Linked DNA regions of Hordeum vulgare: regions 1 and 3 are each linked to region 2. A link is a contact called in public Hi-C data. All regions are on one chromosome and are shown on one strand. The core of a region is the stretch at or near the end of the contact, and the rest is flanking DNA. Distances in the headings are between cores, read along the strand shown.

Region 1 (2,700 bases), core at 58-2,557, 390 kb after region 2:
TGCAATGGATGAATAGTTTAGTGCATACGTAAAAGATGGCAACTATAAGAATGGATGAAAAGAACATACAGTTTTTTGGGTGAGGATAAAGTCATCGTGGAAGATAACTGGGCAACCATCTTTTGTAACCTGCAAGCCAAAATGGCAAGATCATTACTTTAGGGGATCTGTGAGGTGCTGTGGTCAGCTTAAAAGGAAGGGGTAATGGATAAAGTCAGGGAGTTGCAGAATGCTCCAAGAGAATTGCCAGTTTTCATCAACCTAGCTTACATATATGTTCCCTATGGTTGCCATTGCCGATTTCACTGACGCTTCGATCTGCGACTGACTCCTTGCAGTGGATTAATGACAATTGATAAGACCAAGCACCTCTATCATACAACTGCAACTCAGAATCCAGGAGCTTGCCATGGCACACTTTAGCACTAGAGAACATCAACCACAATCACCCTCACAACGTGGCTGCTGTTACTAGTCTGGTCATTTGCATCTAAGCAGTAGCTGCTTGTTTCATGTAACTCTTAGCTTAAAGGCTACTCCCTCAGTCCCATAATATAAGAGCATTTTTGACATGAATGTAGTGTCAAAAATGCTCTTATATTATATTATGGGACGGATGGGAGTACAATATAGCTGCATTGCATATTACATTGGGACACAAATGGATCAATGCCACTCCACGCGAGTGCTGCTTGGTTACTCCCTGCACATTACAATGCATGTCCCGATCCAGCCATACGATCACCACATCCAAGTTCCACAAAAAGGATTGTCCTCGAGGATCCCAGCAGAATTAGTTGTACGGTTGTACCAACTAGAGCAGAGCACACATTGTTCAATCAACCATACGGGGTGCCAGTTTCGCTCCTCATGCCGCGGCGCCGATTCCAAATCCAAGCTTAAACAAGCTAGCAGCGTATCAATTTGCGAAGCAATGATGGGAAATGGAAGCGGAGGCTAGCTGCATGTGTGTGCGTGTGCGTATACCTGGACGTCGAACTCGACGAAGGCGACGGCGGCGTGCTCGGCGGCGCGGCCGAAGGAGAGCAGCGTGTTCTCCCGCTCCCTCGCCGCCCCGACCCGCGCTCCGGGCGGCGCCCCCACCGCGTTCATCCCCATCCCGCGGTGGCCCCCCACCACCATCCCCCGCTCCGCTAGCAGGGCGAGCGGCAGCTCCCAGGGCCTCCCTCCGGCCGTCACCGGGGGCGTGGACGCGCGCGCCGCGATCCGGCAGTGCGCCGCCGCGCGTGGGGGCGTTGTCGGGACCGCCATTTCGACGCTGGGAACCGAACCCCTCTTTTTTTCTCTTTCTCCTCTGCTCTTTCTGCTTTGCTTGCCACTTGCACAGGTTGATTGGTGCAGGGAGAATTTGAATATTTTTAGACACGCAACCGCCGCAGACGGACGGGCACGGAGGAGCAACGGCGACACGGCGGCAAAATCGACAAAATTGACGAAACAAATTCACAAACTGAACTACGTTCTAAATAAATTCACTCAACTGACTCTTTTGTGTGGCACCCGACAGTCGGGAGTCACACTACACTATGTAACGCATAGCATATGGGCGTTACACTTCTGGCCAACGTGACACCCGGGGCCACACTCCTGGTTGTGTGGCGCCTAAGAGTAAGGAGTCACACTACATTGTGTGGCACCTGATTATAAGGAGTCACACTATTTTATATTAAAACTGATATAACTTTTAATCCGTACATCCGATGAAAACGTGCCTTATATGAATATTGTGTATTTTTTTGTGTTCTACGCAATGGTGACATTTTTAACTATATTAGGATAATTTTTTAATGAAAAATATGTTATAAAAATATTATAAGAGTAAAAACCAAGATATAACATATTTTTGTCAACCAAGGTTTTTTGTCAACCAAGGTTTTTACACGTGCCTTGGTTGAAGAAAAACCAAGGTACGTGTTATCTTCTCCGAGTTAAAACCAAAATTCAAAAAAGGCTTCTCCGAGTAAAATCTTGGTTTTACTCGAAGAAGCCTTTTTTGAATTTTGCAAGGTACGTGTTATCCTATATATTGTAATATGTAAGGGGACAAACAAGAACACAAGACATGCTGCATGTGATGGATTGATGGGCTCCGTGATTCTTCTTGCTCAAGATATACTGGGTCTTCCTTCACTAGATTTACCATGGATCTCATAAAATGTAGTTTTCTGTAATGAAATTTCATTTATATCATGTTAGTCACTTAGATGCAAGACATGAACATGTTAAAGATGACTAACATGGAAAGCATAGGCATGACTGAACGTACACATCATGTAGTGCAAAACTCATGTAGGATTCAAATACATAAGAGTTATAGGTCAATGGCTATCATCATGCCAAATTTAAGTCTTAAAAATATGGTTAGTTATATTATGATGTACTCCCTCCGTTCCTAAATATAAGTCTTTTTAAAGATTCTACTAGAGGATTACATACGGATGTATATAAACATACTCTGAAGTGTAGATTCATTCATTTTGCTTTGTATGTAGTCGTCTAGTGAAATCTCTTCAAAGACTTATATTTAGAAACGGAGGGAGTATTTTTATAACATATTTTTTATTAAAAATTTATCCTAATGTAGCTGGAAATGTCACCATTGCGTAGAACACAAAAAATTACACAATATTCATATAAGGCACGTTTTCATCGGATGTATGAATTAAAAGTTACATCAGT
Region 2 (2,982 bases), core at 49-2,548:
ATTTAAGCCTAGACACAAAAAATATATATAACAGCTTCAATTATCAGTACTAGCTTAATTGTTGTCCAGTTTATTCTTTGCAACTGATGGAGCTGTCATCCAAAGCTAAGGATTGGATAGTAGCACTACGAACACAGAGCTGCAGCAGATTCGCAAAAAAAAAAGATTCGCAAAAAGAAGAAACACACAGCTGCAGCACAGTGCAGTTGAATAAGTACAAGAACATTATTCGGAAGGAGAAAAAAAACTATAATTGACACAGTACATGCAGTAAGAACAAATTAATGGCAATCAATTAATCAAGTTGCGTCTAATAATTCAGCAATCAAGGAGGATTAGTTAGTGCTCACATTCTTGTGGTGATGCGGCAGGGCGAGGCGGTACTCGTGCATGACCCAGCCGGTCTGCGCTAGGGCCGGCGGCGCCTTGGAGCCCTTGTTGCCCTTGGCACGTCGGGGGACGAACGCCATGGACTTCTTGACGCCGACGAGGTGGTTCCGGCCGCACCGGGACACCACCACCGGCCTCTCCCTCGCGCTCGCGGGCTTCCAGCACCCGCTCGCCGTCGGCGTCCTGCCACCCCTCCTGGCACCGGCGGCCGGCCGGACCGCAAAGTAGTACTTCTCACCCTCTCTCGCGCCTGGAAACGATCGGAGTCAAACGGCAGCTTTCAGTATATATATACTCCGTATGTAAGAGCACACGTCGTATGGTGAGCAGTGTCGTCGGCGGCGGCGGCCGTGTTTGTGCTGTGCGCGTGGTAAGCATACCGGAGATGTCCCAGGGATCGAGGCTGTGGAGGTTGTGGACGTCGGAGATGACAGCCGCCGGGAGCGGGAGGCCAAGGGCCTTTCGTCGGAGGTACTGCACAACCAGCTCCTCGTCTGTAGGGCGGAAGCGGAAGCCGGGCGGCAGCTGCCTCAGCACCTCCTGGCCGCCCTGCCTCACCATCACCGGCGTCCTCTCCATGGCTGCCGCTGACCACCTCGCAACAGCTGGTAATAGCACGCACGAACTAGCTCAGCTGAGTGGCTCGAGCACGTACGTACTAAGGTAGCTTGTAGTTCACAGGCACGTCCTTGTACGGTAGTAGTAAAGGGAGCAGCAGGGCAGGTCGCAGCTTCCTATCTCACTTTGCAAACGCAAAGTGGCGCCCAGCATGAGTGGTGCATTTGCTTGGAATGTTCATGGCGACTTGCAGAGAGAGAGAGAGAGAGAGAGAGAGAGAGAGAGAGGGAGAGGGCAGTATACTACGGAGAGACAGAGAGAGGGAGAGGGCGATGGGATTGTAGTAGGGAGGGGGAGTGGGGAAAAGGGCGCGGCGTGTTTATATATAGGAGATCGGCTGCGGGAGGCGTGAAGTTTACTCCATCGTCGCCGTCGTGTGGCTTAGCTCGGTGCCTTCTCCGATTTGACAAGCGCTGCTGCCCGCGTGCCGGTTTATTGCCCGGCTGGCTGGCTCCCTTTCCATTCCTTCCGGAAATTCTCAAGCAAGTTACAGTGCCTGTGCCCCTGTTACGCGGCAACGCAAGCAACGACGATAACTGCCCGCTTCAGATTCCGCCAACTTCGTTTTCGTCGAATATCACCCGTCACTGGATTGTGATTGATTGCCGTGATTTCGGTTTTCACTTTTCAGTTTCACATTTTTCCCGTGAATACGCATAGCTTGCGTATCTCCCTTTGATAGATAGAACTCCGGCCGGGGCGACGCAAACTGCGAAAGAAACTCTAGCCGGACATCTCCAATCGCGTCCTCAACAAGCCCATCATGTTTTCTTTTTATTGTCGGCACAAAAAAATCCATCCAGTCACGTTTTCAAAACCTTGTTTTTTATTGGTTTAGGCTGAAATTAACGTTATGGACCCATACCAGACCCAACATGTCGGGAGCATCTCGGGGCGCCGGGGAAAAAAATTTGACGCCAAAACAAACCGCGCCAAATCCCTCCCTCATGGACCCGCCGAGTCAGCGAGACTGGGCGTCGTCGAGAACGCTCGTCCTCTTTATCGCCTTGGCTTCCGCGTCGGTTCAATGCGCAGGATTCCAAGGTCCGGCGGTGTAGTGATGGCACGCCGCCGCACGTCCCGTCCTTTCCCGCCACGCATGCACACCACTCCCACCCCTTCCTCACTATAAAAGTCGTGCATCGTCGCCGCTCGCCGGACGCTCGCCCTCCATCCTCTTCTCCCATCTCTTTTGCCTCTGTCGCTGGAACTTTTGCGGAGTCCATGGCGGAGCAGTTCCCCGACGACGAAGCGGCTGCCAACGGCTTCGGTCGCTGCTCGTTGCACGAGTGGGAGGCACACGCCCTTCACAAGGCCAACTACACGGTGCCACAAGACATGTGCAGGCCGGGCGTCTGGAGGTTGAGCGTTGCAGGAGTCCCTATGCCCCCTCCGTCATTCACCGCGGAACGTCGCGACGAGATCGCGCGCATTCTGGCATCTTTGATGGAGCACGCGTGGCAGGAAGAAATGTATGTCGCCGACAGTCTCCCTCTATGAACGATGTACTTCCAGCGTCGCCACGTCGACCATCTCGCCTTCACCAGCTGGTTCCCGGCGCCAAGGGGATCCACAACTCCGACGACTGTCGTCAGTGGCGGAGCGTCCCCGGGCGCACGTTCCACGCCGTCCTCGAGCACATCGAGGGCGACAACGAGCCGCCGTTGGAGTACTCGGCGCCGGAGCGGCAGCTCTGTGACGCCCTGGATTTGCTGCTACAGTAGTGCTTGTGTTTAAGCTGCAGTGATCACATGATTAAGTTGATGTTTTGCTAAACCATGTTTGATCATCAATGGAATCAAACCTCACTTCAATTTTCAGATGATTTTCAAAGTTCATTTGAAAGGTAATTTTAACTTTTTTGCAAACCAGGCATTAAAAATCATGAATAGGTTTCAAATATTTCATAAGCTATTCTAAATCGTAAACAACATTTAATCAAATGGTTTAGTGCCTCTAATATGTTTATAACCG
Region 3 (2,794 bases), core at 16-2,515, 270 kb before region 2:
TACCTCTTCTCCCATTAAGAAAACAGAAGGGTCGGCAGACATCTCCTCGTCAAGGGCGGAATTCAATGCTTCACGTACAGTCATCTAATGAGCAAAAGAAGAGGAACAGCATAAATTTCCCAGACAAAATCACAATTTACACAGAACAGAAAATCACTTCTAGACACAAACACAACACTACAAAAAGTCAACAAGCAAGCATATTAACAAACTTATAAGAGATACTTTCTCTGACCCAAGATAAGCACTTATTTTGGGACAGAGGGGGTACATTTTAGTGCCTTAGAACATGACAAATTAACTCAATGTTGGGTTCTTTCGATCTTGTGAAATCAGAACAATCCTGAATACATCTACAGCAGCTGTCCAGACACCTGCTTAGACAATACTGCTACCCGTTTCTCAAAACAGCACCGTTCAATTCACTGAACCCATGGCCTCGCGCCTAAGGTAAGTCCTCCCACCTGGAGAGGCCGACAACAGAAACAACTGATTCTCCTGAGCGATCAACCATTTCCAGAACTGAGCTGCACGAACCCAGTAAGGTTCCATACAATCGACGACACCCTTTACCGTTTAAAGCTCACGAGTGGCCAATATGCAACCAGCCCTGCCAGTCTGCCACAGCCCACATGATCAACCGTCTCGAAAAAATACCCCCACCTAGCTGTACCATTCACCACCCCAGAACAAACAAACAAAAAAAATAGTACGTAACAGATTAATCAATCACCCCGACGACCGTGCCACGCCTCACCGCACCAGCGCTACGGTCCAAACCATACGAGCTAGCTAGGGTTCCGGCCCAGCGCTCACCTCCTTCGGGGTCGCGGAGTAGCTCCTCGCCGCCGTGGCCGCCGGGCGGAGGGTCTGCATCAGCTGCCCCAGCACCTGAACCGATCGAAACGCGCGCACGGATCAGAGACAAAAACCGACAGGCACGGACGGAGGAAAAACATCTTATCGGAGAAGCGCGCGTACGCATCCGGATCTCCTCGCGGCGCCCAGCATCGTCGACGCGATCGGCTACCGACGGGGATGGGATTGGGAGGGGAGGTTCGTGCTCCGGGGAAGGCGGGGGAGGAGGGGGTTGGGTCCGCCTTTTGTTTGTTTGGTGGGTTCGTGATGAGGATGGCGCCGTGTTGAGGCGGCGGGGGAGGGTGAGGAGGAGATGGATGGAGAGGACGCCGCCGAAATTGTCGCGCCGACTTGCTTGGCTGCGTTTATCGCCTTTGTGTTTTGTCGAAAGGACGTCGAGGAAGTTGAAAACAAATGGATGGTGCTTAAGAACAGAGGAATAATAAATGCGCAACGCATCTCACACAATTTATTCGCTGTAATTAAAAAATAAGGAATATACAACATGGATCTATGGTGTCTCGATATTTTAGGTCGAAATTCGACTCACCACTAAGTGGGGGAAAGCAAACTTTGCCGTGAATGATGCCAACATGATACGGCTCAGTCCTGGTTAGATTTTGTAATACTTGTAGCTTGTTGAGTTATAGATGGGCTTCGGGATCATATATGTAATAATTCCTGAAAAAATTAAAAGACTATGTAAAGTTTCAAGGCATCATAAAAGTTTAGTACTCCCTCCGTTTCAGTTTATAAGTCCGGCACGTGTATCTAGGTCATCAATTTGACTAACCTAATGAGAGGCATATATTACGAAGAATATATTATTAAAAACTTTAGATGTTCTATTTTTTAATGATATAATTTTTATGTTAAATAATATATTTTATACTTTCTCCGTTTCTAAATATAAGTCTTTAAAGAGGTTTTATTCGTGGACTACATACGGATGTATATAGACATACTTTAGAGTGTAGATTCACTCATTTTGTTTCGTATGTAGACTTCTAGTGAAATATCTTAAAAGACTTATATTTAGGAACGGGGGGAGTAGAAATCAAATTGACGACCTAGATACACGTGCATGGGGAGTACCATTCTGGTTGGAGCAGAGTTTTCTTATGAATATCGCGCTTTATTGATCAAGGATAATCAAGAGCGAGTGCATGTCGGATACAATCCGGGGTACATGAAAATAAAGTCATTAGAGGACTCACAAGATCTAGCTAGAATATGTGTCGGGGCATTCGACAAACGATTTACATGTCTAAAATGAACAAACGAGAAGACCGACGCCAACTCCTTATATCAGCCGTGGTGAGGCCCACCAGCGAGCGATCAACCGTCAAAGCATTGGTTCTCTAGATAACGGACAAACAGTCAAACTGGAAAACGGCCCTTGAAAATCCTTCGCGACGGGTGAGAGCTACACCACCCTGTAGAGCCAGTGCTTCAGCTAATTATCGGGAAGTAACCTCGTCAACATGCTCGCAACAAGCCAGCAAGCAATATCCGATGTGGTTCCTAATTACCACGCCAATTCCCATATGTCGAGATTCCTTGAAGAATGCAACATCCATATTAAACGTCAGTGCATCTACCGGTGACGGAACCCATTTAACACGACGCCTAGAGGCAATTGCAGTCCTAGCACAATTCTGCATAATGAAGTCAATATAAGTCAAAGCTTTCTCAGCCCTCTGCGGGGATGCATCCTAACATCATTTTTTCTTGCATCATTACGGGCCTCCCAAATGTGTCAAATTGTTACTACCAAAGTCGTGGCCTCGGGGGTGGAACCCAACTTATAACCGATTTTCTTACACGTTATTAGAGCTTGAGAAGAGTAATGATCCACACACTTTTCTTCATCTCGCCCCCCCCCCCCCTTGCATGTGTGTGTCTACTAACTTATTTGTTTGCAATACTTGGTACG

The links. A called contact is a pair of places that touch in the nucleus more often than the background predicts.
Region 1: a contact with region 2 is called in a Hi-C map of leaf, with 7 times the contacts expected there. The contact joins the promoter of LOC123411394 here to the promoter of LOC123410218 in region 2. A contact is called at or near these places in 4 of 6 Hi-C or Micro-C datasets (leaf and seedling).
Region 3: a Hi-C map of seedling shows a contact between it and region 2, with 8 times the contacts expected there. The contact joins the promoter of LOC123409985 here to the promoter of LOC123410218 in region 2. A contact is called at or near these places in 2 of 6 Hi-C or Micro-C datasets (leaf and seedling).

Annotation. Positions count from the first base shown.
Region 1 is chr7H:211,615,758-211,618,457 of MorexV3_pseudomolecules_assembly, reverse strand. LOC123411394 (glycerophosphodiester phosphodiesterase GDPD2-like) reads right to left here and starts at 1,307. Exons shown (of 7, transcript XM_045104332.1): 1 at 988-1,307; 2 at 70-129. The coding sequence starts at 1,272.
Region 2 is chr7H:212,007,656-212,010,637 of MorexV3_pseudomolecules_assembly, reverse strand. It overlaps LOC123410218 (NAC domain-containing protein 83-like), which reads right to left and starts at 1,298. Exons shown (of 3, transcript XM_045103123.1): 1 at 771-1,298; 2 at 351-640. The coding sequence starts at 969.
Region 3 is chr7H:212,279,641-212,282,434 of MorexV3_pseudomolecules_assembly, reverse strand. LOC123409985 (pyruvate dehydrogenase E1 component subunit beta-1, mitochondrial) reads right to left here and starts at 1,265. Exons shown (of 14, transcript XM_045102852.1): 1 at 982-1,265; 2 at 817-891; 3 at 4-84. The coding sequence starts at 1,011.